Regions from separate parts of the Zea mays genome. Here regions 1 and 2 are each linked to region 3. Evidence: chromatin contacts called from public Hi-C data. All regions are on one chromosome and are shown on one strand. Each heading gives the region's core, a stretch centred on a gene start, on an enhancer-like site or on the middle of the called end of the contact. The rest is flanking DNA. Distances are from core to core; before and after follow the strand shown.

Region 1 (3,414 bases), core at 362-2,861, 990 kb before region 3:
GATGATAGTTAGATCCTGAAATATATAGCTGAAGGAACAACAGGCCAACAAAATCACATATTCAGGTGTGGACAACTCACCCATCCTTTCGGATGTAGACACTGAGACTCAATTCCTCACTAGATCCACCATTGCACTAGCAAACAGAAGGAAAGTTATACTTCATTATTTGTCACCAGATAACCCGACATCCAAAGCAATGGATCACTAAAAATAAATGATACATCAGTATTGCATGTGAATTGAAATGTTATCTTGACTCACGTAATTTTGAATGGGTGATTTAGAGATGTGTCATTTCTGTGTAACAATTTCTTATCATTCATGTCTTCAATCAGATAGATTACTTGGTTATAAAGCTAAGATATAATTCATGGATAGACAGTAAACTGGAAGCAGCACAAGGTTGTAAAAAACAGATGCTCCATACCTGTGGACACAACATGCGCTGAAAATTTCCAAGTCTCCACTGCTTGGGATTAATACCTTCGTTTTTCAACTTCTGAATGATCTTCCCAAGCCTCTCCTCAGAAGCAGTTGAGTAGTTTTTTGCCGAAAGAACTGTAATGCAAAAACGAATGAACTGTAATGCAAAAAAACACACTAAATGGTTTAAAAACAAAGGTGCTTCTGCATCCAGTTGTTATAAGCAGAATGAAAATAATTAAATTATAAAAAATAGCAGCCTAAGTAGAGGAGAACAGACAGTGAAATTGAGGCCTAGTCAGCGCATATCACCAATTAATTTATATACGTCAAACAGGCTAACACCATTCGACTTAAATTTCTAAAATCATTTGAGCACGTGCATTGATCCGCTCTGCTACAAATTCCAAATCTCCAATTGGAGGAAGTTGCGTTTGAAGCATTTTCCAAATGTGAGCTCGCTCGGGACCATGAAAACTCAACACTTGTCTAGGGTCGAAGATACAACCATTGGCTGCGAAATAAATAAAACATCGACCACGCAAATTACCATACTTCCCCGGGTGCTTAGCTCCTAAGCCAAAGCCACTCAAAGTTCTTTTTATATACTGAAAAACGACAGACACATGGCAACGAGTGCTCCAGAGCTCGGGTACAGCGCATTACCGTTCCTGGAGCACGGGGGGGCGGGGGCCGACCGCCGCGAGTCGGGGGCGCTGCGCACGCAGCAGACCACCTCAGGCCGCCTGGGGACGCGTCCCGGCGAGAAGGAGTGGAGCAGCCGGATGCGGTGCCCCCCTGCGGCGGCCGTCGCAGCTAGACGGCGGCGCGCAGCGAGGAGCGGGCCCGAGTCCCCGCTGGCCGCGGCGGCGGAGGCGGCCATGAGGAGCAGAGAGTGGAGCGACGGCCGCGGGGGCATCACGGGGCACCGGGTAGGGTTCCGGCAGCCTGGTTGGTCAGAGGCGCGGGGACATGGGGCAGGCAGAGCAGGGGAGGAGGGGTTTGGGTGTGGGGGGCTTGGTAAAGAAGAAAGGGAGAGGCGGGGCGGGGGAAGATAGATTGGGTAGGAAGGGGGGTTTAGGGTTTTGTTCATTTCGCCTTCAACGTCGTCGTCGTCCGCCGCGCGTGCGGCGTTCCGGGGTTTCTGCGCCGTGTCTTTAGGGTCGGGTCCCGCTGTTCAGCGACGAATGGTACGAACGTGACAAATGAGGAGCCTTTCACCTGTGTGTTAGACTGAGCAGCTCTAAATGCCTCTAAAAGAATATTCTTTGTTCTTTACAGAACTCTTTAAAACATTCTGTCCTCTATATTTTCTCTATCTCCAATAACGTTCTCTAAATTTGATCTTCTATATCTACAGTAATAATATACTCTATATACTCAATTTTTTAACAAATTAATACAATTAGAACTCATGTACGTAACACAAAAAATAAGTTTTTTTTTATTTTGAAAGTTATATATTTTTCGAAATCATACTAGTACGTAGTTGAAAACCGAATTCTGGAATCTAAAAATATTTTTTATTCATATATTTATTAGGAGAACAATGAACTCAACGATGTTGTATATATTTTTTGGTGCTCGAAACAAAAAATGTTTGTATTTGTCAATAAAGATTCGTTGAATGCTTAAATTAATTTGAAATGTGATGAACAATCAATTTTTGCTTTGTGATGGTGTATCCGTATCGGCTTTACTTCGTGGCTTCCATCGTGACTGCGTATATAGCGCGTGCTTCAGCAACCGCTACATTTAGAGTACTCTGGAGGAGCGCTACAATTTACAGGGTTGTTTCCCGGTTGTTGTTGGAGGGTGAGGGGAAGCCGAGAAACGTTATATTTAATGTTCAGAACCGTATACAGGTCCTTGCTGGAGGCAACCTTAGGCTCCCAAACTCTTACTATGCCAGCTTTAGTGTTGTCTATTACTTCTCTAAGAAAACAATTTTCTCCTTATTTTCAAAAGAGTTCTAGAAAACACCTTGTTTGGTTGTAAATATAGCTCATCCTAAAGTTTCTTCTAAGATATAGAGTCGATGAAGACAAATACATAGAAAATGAGTTATTCCCTCTTTTCTAGGAAGAGCTCTTCAAACAATCTCCCCTTTAGTAGATTTTTTAAAGAGTTGTTGAAGAAGCTCTTGAAAGAGTCCTACCAAAAGAGACCTTATTATTTCACGCTTCCTTATATCCCTTCAAAATTTTAGAAGTCCAAACTACCTCCACCATTGTTGTTGAAAGTCACCTAGAGGGGGTGGATAGGCGAAACCTGAAAATTATAATTCTAAATATAAACTAGATCCCTTGATTAGTGGTTAGAACAAGATTCACAATTACCGGAGTATAAACTTAAGTCCTTTGCTTGCAATGAGTATTGTATTCAGAGTGCGGAATTTAATCAATAACAATACTACTAGGAATGTTGGTGGAGAATAATGCAAGAGGGCTTAGATAAGAAGAGTAACACAAGTTCTTTCTTGCAAGGAGTTGCTTCTCTAAATGTGGTTTTAACTTGAAGCAACACAAAAAGATATTAGCAAAGAGTAGCGCAAGAGAACTTAGAGAGGGAGAGAACAAGCAAATCACAAGCAATAAACACAAGGGACACGGGTGATTTGTTTTACCGAGGTTCGGCCCTTGAAGGCCTAGTCCCCGTTGAGGAGTCCACTAAGGACGGGTCTCTTTCAACCATTTCCCTCTCTCTATCGATCCCAAAGATCGGCGAGCTCTTCTTCTTCTCAAGGATCACTTAAGACCCCGCAAGGATCACCACACACTTAGGTGTCTCTTGCTAGCTTTACAAGCCTCCAAAACTTTGGAGGAAGTTCAATGGGAGTCAAAACTCCACGCACAAATGAACGCAAGATGTAGCACACACTTTCTCTCAATGAATCTCACAAGGCACTAGAGCTAAACTCACACGAGAAGCTTTCTTTTGCTTGCTCTCTCTTTTGTGGCACTTGTGTGGGTTGTAGTGGTCTAAATC
Region 2 (3,912 bases), core at 832-3,331, 780 kb before region 3:
ATTCATAGGGGTGGTAATGAATCACGATCCAAATGTTTCTTCACAATAAGTTAGGGTCCTTAATAAATTTAGTTCAAAAATGAATAGGAGTAGAGCCGGATTTTAATCCGATTCAATCCTTAAATTTTATAGTGTAAAAATTTAGAGCCCATTACCACCCCTAAACATTCGTTTAATGGTGTAACTAAGACATTAATAAAAAATTCAAAACTCCACCTTATGTCCTTGAATGGTCTTCCATTATCATCAACATAAGCTTCATTTATTTTTGTCAGCGTATCAAAACCTTCGGCAACCATCCCAAACACCTATGGTCAACAGAACAAACACAAGAATTGTTCAAATAAGGGAATTTTGTACATAAGAAGAAGAAAAAACCAGTTAACAGAATCAAGTGCTGCTCACAGTGTGTTTATCATCAAGGTAATCCACGTCATCCCGCAAGGTAATGTAGAACTAAAAACATTAAAAAGCACATAAATCGTAGGCCAAAACAAGCAACGAAGTACTGAAAAATGGAACATCCAATACTATCAATTAAGACACTGGGGCAGCACTGCACCTGCGAGGCATTGCAGTTTTCACCAGCACTGGCCATAGCAACGGTTCCAGTTTTAGAATGCCTCAACTCTGGACGGATTTCATCATCAAAAAATCGAGCTTGATCACCATAGAGAAATCTGAGGAAATAAGATATAGTTTTCAGGCATACATTTAACAGTATGTAATAATAAGATACCTCAATAATAACAACTGTATACATATGGAGACTAGCAAACATATTTGTACTATCAAAAACTATATTTGTACTGTATCCATTGAAGACACTAGTTATATCTAGATGCAGGATACCACATTATATGGTTCAGAGATGAAAATTTGGAGACATTTCAGAAGTTCAAACCAAAAGGATCACTTACTTGTATACGGAATCACCACCGGTGCCAGTTCCAGTTGGATCGCCAGTTTGTGCCAAGAAATCCTTCTCCACCTTGTGGAACAGACACCCATTGTAGTACTTCATTCTGATCGGTCAAAGAAGAAAACCAGAGAATAAGTACCCTAATTATCTGAAACGATAATCTGAAACTCGTGAGATAGTATTTTCCATAATTTAGTGATAACAAAAGAGCAGGCAGTCATAATCTCCAATGGTGAAAATTCAAGACTGTGCAAGAAATTGAGTGCAGGAGCCACAGTAGAAGCTAAATCCAGTTCCCATAATGTCATAAAAATCAACAACGAGAAACCTAAGAAACAGAATAGAATCCTTTGATGGCGCCTAAGACTGTGGCTCTATCAACGCTATAAAGGTCCAGTACCCGCAACGCAATTGTTTCGAAATTTCTGGTAGCATACCTACGAGCCTAGAAATCAGTAATCAGCTAAATACATTTGGGACTAGGAATCCCACGAAACTGATGTGGAAACTACGGATAGATGCAGGATCACCAACTTGTACCTATTGCAACTGCAACCCAAAAAATACAATCAAACCAATAGTGACACTACTATGCCGAATTGGCCAACTGAAGAGCTTGACACAGGGCAGTACATAAATCATCCGCAGTGCTGGTTGTCAGAAATTATAGACGAACCCCAGAGAGATCGAACAAGCCCTAGACGCGAGAAACTCACTTGCAGAGCTTGAGGAAGTTCTTGGTGGTGAGCGCGCACCGGTCGGTGTGGAGATCCACCTCGATGTCGCCCACGCTGGTGACGATGAGCACCGACATCTCCTATACTTGCCCGCCTCTGCCCTCAGCTATCGAACGGCGGCGAAACAACGCTTGGGGGAGGAGGAGGCTAGCGCGGGCGCCGGATGCTTCTGCGGTTTCGTCAAAGACTCAAACCAGGCCCAGGCAGCAGCCGTACAAGGTGGCGCGTTGGATGTCCTGCCCTAGCCTGGGTGCAGGCGTAAACAACCAAGCGGACGGGAGAGGGAGCGGGGAGGGCGGCGGCCGGCGAACGTGTGGAAACCGGCGAAGAGGAGGACGACGGGCCACTAGAGCCGCGGTCAGATGGGCTCCCGTGCTCTTGGACCGATTGGAAGGCCCAAACCAAAAAGCCTTGTCCATCATGGTCGGTGAACGTGTGGAGTATCCATTTACGTAGAGAAAATTTGGTACAGTTATTGCATTAGACAGAAGTACTGCCAAGTGCCAAGGTAATAAAAAATTAAAAAATGTGAGCTGCTCATAGCATGCTGCTGAAACTATGAAATTTGCTAATAGCAGAAATAAATTTCTTTCAGTGCTAAGATGACACACTGCCAGAGATGGCAATAGGTAGCCGAAAACTGACTACCTGACAGGATTTTACCCGATATAAGGCAGATACGTGACGATTTTTTTTACCCGTAGGTATGTTAATAGGAAATAACCTCTACCCGTTGGGTAGACGGATACAGGTACATGTTGGTACTTTTTTTATGAAGGGGCGAAGCCCTCTATTTCATTAAGAAATAGGAAAGATTGAAACAACCGCCACCCCGCGGTAAAACATCCCAAAAGATCGAACACGGCCAATACTCTATCTAGACTCTAACCACTATCACGAGATCAGTGAAGAGCCTACGATAACAGGAGAAGTTTTGGCCTACGATGAACTACATAAGACTTTCTTATTTACAGCCCAACAAGACAGGCAGAAGCCACAAAAGGAACTGAACAGTCTAGCCAACGGGTACATGTTGGTACTATCCATGGATAAAATATACCCTCATCAATACCACTATAACCATCTAATAGAACCTATCTTAGCTAAAATAATACACTTAGCTATCATTTGTTTAGCTACCGAGTTATGTAATCATATGATTTGTTATATATGAAGTTGAACTTTTTTTATATGTGTATTTATTGGTATATTTGAATTTAACACTTTCCTAACGGGTACGGGTTACTCGACACGTAAAATTATCCGTACGAGTATATATATGGGTAAGATTTTATACCCACGAGTATATATGGGTAACTCAATAGATAAATTTTTTTTCCATCCCAACGCACTCCACAATGAACCATGACACATGCACACATGTAGCGCTGGCGCACATGCACGCGCGTCACAGTTGCCTCGCCAAGATGGCCCGCCACACGCATGCGCGCCGCCACCTGCCACCGCTGACTATTCTTCACTTCGTGTCCCCTTCCTGACTCCTGAGCTCTTGTCGCTCTTTCTTATCTCGCCATCTTGCGGACCTTGCGCGACACCTGCTCGGATGTACGGACGATCGAGTTTTTACGGAGCTTCGTCGTGACCGCTCAGTGCCCACCGATCAGAAGATCACCTTCTTCCTCTTATCCTTGTCGAGCACACGAGGAACAATACTGCGAATATATGCATACACCGACTATGATATACTACTTTGAACAACTCACGATACCGACTTGTGCGAATGAAGCCACCAACACCTTAAGTTTGGGTTCCTCCCGCATGATATAAATTTATTGTTGAATTTGTGAAATGCAGTATGTGATATAAATTTATTGTTGAATTTGTGAAATGCAGTATGTGTTTTTTTACTAAATCGGTATATTTCATGTGTGTATACGTGTCGTCGCAGCCATGACGTTGTAATTTTTTTAAAAAAACTAAGATTAACAAGAAAAAAATGTCTAAATAAGCATGAACGCTATTTAAGCTTGTAAACTTACTTGTAATATATTATATATATTAGTGGGACCGAAACGTCGGTGGGTCTTAATCCTTGTTTTTTCTTCTTCTTCGTAGAAACAGAGAACTCGTGAAGCGGTCGTACGTGTTGTTTCATGGCTGGCACTTGGCAGCACAAGTGGATTAGACGACGGCGATCGGTGGATTAGACGACCCCACGACCTGCCTCCATGATCCGTGACGCGACGACCCCGCCCTCTGGCAGCCTGGCTCTGCTAGCACTGTCTCCGTCTT
Region 3 (3,795 bases), core at 1,183-3,682:
TCCACTCTACGGCCCCATTAGTTAGCGAGCGCATTCCTCTCACGTAGTCACGTTGGCCATTGCAATGCAACCCGGCCCCCCAGCAGCCAACGCGACGGCCATGATCCATTGATCCGTGATGATGCGTGCTCCATGGCGTGCCCCTGCAGTGCGTAGATACAGACAGATCTGTCACCTGTGGCGTGCCAACGCACTGCGCTGCTGCGTCCACCTACGCCCAAGGACGAGCGGGCGACTCATGGCTCGCGGTGGCCCGGTCCACGCACGCTCTCAGCTCTCATGAACCCGCGCGGTGGCCGGTGGTCTACACGCTGCACCTGCACTGAGGCAGGCGTCTGGGCCTGGGGGAGGGATGGGCGGATGGCCCGCCTGCATGCGCTGCAGCGCTGGGTAGGGGGTGAAAAGCTAGCTGCGCAGCTTGCTGAGGGCTCGGGTTCGGGTACCCGTGGCGTACTGGCGCGACTCGACGGACGCCGGCACCGCGCGGCGCAACCGCGCAAGTGACATGGGACGCCTACGCCGTGGCGGCGGCAGAGATCGCGGTGACGCCTGTGCGCTTTTGCTTGCCGTTCCCCGCGGGTTAAGAAAAGCTGGCCACCATCACCATGCCGCCTGCTTGCCCGCCCGCCCGCTGCGCGAGTATAGAGCTGAGCACATGCGCCACGGTGCCCGGATCCAGAGCAGAACAGAACAGATCAAGCTGGAGCGCCGGGGCGGGGGACCGGCCTGGCCCCCAATTGCGCTTCGCCTCTGCCCCTCTCCCATGAATGAACCGGCACCCGCTTCCCGGCATATGTGCTGACTCCGATGCAGTGCAGGTAACCCCAGACAACGAGGGCTTGCAACTGCGTGAGCGTGACGACTGGCGTCTGGGATTTCCGCCGTCGCTCTGCCCCAGAAATGCTGCCATCATTTTGTTTTGTTTGCATCGCGGTTGTGAAAAAGGAGCAAAAGAAAGAAAAAAAATACAGCCTCCCCCGCGGCCGTCTTCTCCAAAGAACAAACAAAATCAGTTAAGACCAACCGGCAGCCAAGCTATCCATCCTCTCATCATCATGACGGTCGATGGCAACGAACAGCCCTGTGCACGGGAACGAGACAAGCACGAGGTCCCGCGGCTGCCTGGTCAAGTCAAACAAACGGGGGCGTCAAATCAGCCGGACGATCTCGCCACCAGCTCGCCGCTCCACCCTTGCGGCGGCGGCGCTCTCCGCCCCAGCGACGACGACCTGGCGCTGGAGTCCTTCCTGTCCTTGAAGAAGCCGAACACGGGGCGCGGGCACACGGAGACGTTCAGCACCACGGGCGCCACGCGGACGCAGGCGGACGAGTAGGACCGGTCCACGGCGCGGAACCGCGGCTTGGGCGCCGCCGCGTGGAAGCTGCAGGGGGAGCTGGAGCTGCGTTCCAGTTCTAGCCCCTGGAACACAATCTTGCCCGACGAGTTCATGCGCGGGGAGTCCACGGACAGGCAGCGCGGTAGCGCCGGCGGAGACGGCCGGCGCCGCGCGCGGGCGGAGGAGGTGGAGTGGCGGTGGAGGGAGTGGGAGTGGGAGGAGCGGGCCAGGCGGAAGCGGGGCGGGTCGGCGGCGGCGGCGGCGGCGGCCGAGTCGAGCGAGAGGCGGGGCGCGTCGTCGTGGCCGGAGGAGGACGACGACGACGAGTGCGAGAAGCGGGAGGAGGACGCCAGCGACAGCGACAGCGACGCCTCCGAGTCGGAGCTGTCGCGGAGCAGCGGCGCCGACGCGAGGTCCGGCGCGCGCCCGGTGTTCCGATGGAGCAGGAGCTTGAGCGACCTCGCCGCCGCGGACCTGGCCGCGGGCGCGGGGGTCTTCGCCACCGCCGAGGCCTTGGCGGCGCACGGGCTCCGCGCGTCCGCAGCTCTCTTGAGCCCGAGCAGCTCGCGCCAGCGGCCGGAGCAGCTCGGCGCCTTGGGCGACAACACGTAGGGGTCGGCGCCGTCAGCCGCCGCGGCGCGGAGGGGCTTGATCGGCTCCGCGCTGCTGGGCGCCGGCGGCATTATCTCCTCCGGCCGCACCGGCGGGGGCGCGGCGGCGGCTGCGGCGGCCTCCGCCGGATCCGGCGAAGGCGCTGCCTTCCTTAGAGGCAGCAGCTTGCCGTCGGCGAACAGCTCGTCCGCGGGGAGCATGGTGGCGGAGCCGCCCAGGCTGAACTCGAAGTCGATGAAGTCCTTGGAGATCGCGGGCTCTGGCGTGGTCGTGGCCACGGGATCCGCGGCCACGTCGCGGCTGATGGACACGCGCGGGCTGAGCCACCTGTGCGGGTACGGCACCGGCGCGGCAGCGGGGAGGTTACTGGTGACGGCGGAGGCCATGGACCGCGGCGGCTACGCGCATCAAAGTGTGGGTGTGGGTGGGAGTGGCACTCTTGCTGGAGCTGCCGGTACTTGCGGTGGCTAAAATCCAGTGGCGGATGGTGGGCGGGGAGCAGCGGCGAGGGGAGCGATGAGAGAGAGGGTAACGGTGGTAAAGCCGCCTATATATAATAGGAATGGTAACGGAGGGCCGCCGGTTCGCGGAAGCAGATGTGGCGGCCTTTGAGCTGGGCGACGCGTGAAACGGCGCTCCGGCCTCCGGGAACAGCCGGCAGCAGCGGGGGGAGCTCGTCGGTTTCCGGGTTATATTTTTGTAACGGCACCGTCCACTGGCTAGTGGCTACAGCTACGTCCAGGGGAGAAACAGATGAGGTCCAGTGGTTTTCTGCTGCGTCTGCAGTAGTATGGTGGCTGATCCGAATACGAGTGGAGTGGAATCTCATGTGCTGGATTGGGTGATGGGTTGGATGTTGGAAACTGGCTGGGTTGCAAGAACAGAGGCTGCTATCAAACTTGATGCTGAGCTGGCTGGAGAGGTCCTAGTGGTGGATGAGCTATCAACTGACAAGAGAGGGTCCAGTAAGGGTATCGATGAGACAGACCATCAGGTCCAGGAACATCGACAAGGTAAGAGGGTCAAGGTTTTGAATTCAATTTTGTGAAAGAACTTCCAAAGCTAGGTGAGGCCAAACCTGGAGAGGAAAGCTCTAGGAAACATGAGGACGATATTTCAGAAGAAGAGGATTGGCTTGTTCGCTGCGGCTTTAATCCGACTGCGGCTGCGGCTTCTACAGTATTTTCTCTCTAAGGATTGCAGCTGCAACAGTATTTTGCAGCTGCAACAGTGCTCCCACATGGGCAGCCGAACGCGCTCGAAGAAGATGGGGACAACATACTCACTGAATGGGAAAGGACGAAGGAGATTGTCTTGAGGCCAGCATTATGGATACTAAAAGCTCTTCAGAGGAGTCTGATAAAGGTAAAGATTCATCTAGGAAGTGTGAGGAGGGCTCAGTTATGACAAATGCTGGTGGTGCTAGGTCTCGATTCCATACTGTCGTTACCCTAGGTCATGTTTCTTTTTTCGCCAATACATGTATGCTTTATTTTTGCACAATATAATCGGTAATTATGATTGTGGAGGATCATGCGACCTAGACTTAGTCGAGTCTTAGACTATCTCTAGCCGCTTACTCATTTCTATACATAGCCGGCTCTAGCTATAGGCAAGAAGGACGATCGCTTAGGGCCCCTCAATTCAAGAGGCCTACAAAATTATATATAGTATATACTAATGTATAGAGATAAAAACTTTTTTCATAGCATGATATTGTAAAAGGAATTTTTTGAAATTGTGATGGGTTTAAAAACCCTAAAAAACATGGGGTTTCTTGCCTTCGAATCCATCCGGCTAGGAGTCGCATGTCTGGCCCCCTCAACCCCCGGACGCGACCACTCCT

The links. Hi-C and Micro-C count contacts between places; a contact is called where the count stands out from the background.
Region 1: a Hi-C map of endosperm shows a contact between it and region 3, with 2.7 times the contacts expected there. The contact joins the promoter of LOC103629647 here to the promoter of LOC100304367 in region 3. A contact is called at or near these places in 2 of 25 Hi-C or Micro-C datasets (endosperm and tassel).
Region 2: a Hi-C map of bundle sheath shows a contact between it and region 3, with 2.1 times the contacts expected there. The contact joins the promoter of LOC100216940 here to the promoter of LOC100304367 in region 3.

The regions. Positions count from the first base shown.
Region 1 is chr6:102,314,979-102,318,392 of Zm-B73-REFERENCE-NAM-5.0, reverse strand. It overlaps LOC103629647 (twinkle homolog protein, chloroplastic/mitochondrial), which reads right to left and starts at 1,611. Exons shown (of 21, transcript XM_008650737.3): 1 at 1,093-1,611; 2 at 431-561; 3 at 81-136. The coding sequence starts at 1,519.
Region 2 is chr6:102,099,602-102,103,513 of Zm-B73-REFERENCE-NAM-5.0, reverse strand. It overlaps LOC100216940 (peptidyl-prolyl cis-trans isomerase CYP59), which reads right to left and starts at 2,081. Exons shown (of 14, transcript XM_008649233.2): 1 at 1,639-2,081; 2 at 921-1,025; 3 at 563-680; 4 at 406-456; 5 at 217-308. The coding sequence starts at 1,736.
Region 3 is chr6:101,324,341-101,328,135 of Zm-B73-REFERENCE-NAM-5.0, reverse strand. LOC100304367 reads right to left here and starts at 2,432. Exons shown (of 1, transcript NM_001165805.1): 1 at 958-2,432. The coding sequence starts at 2,335. The coding sequence ends at 1,154.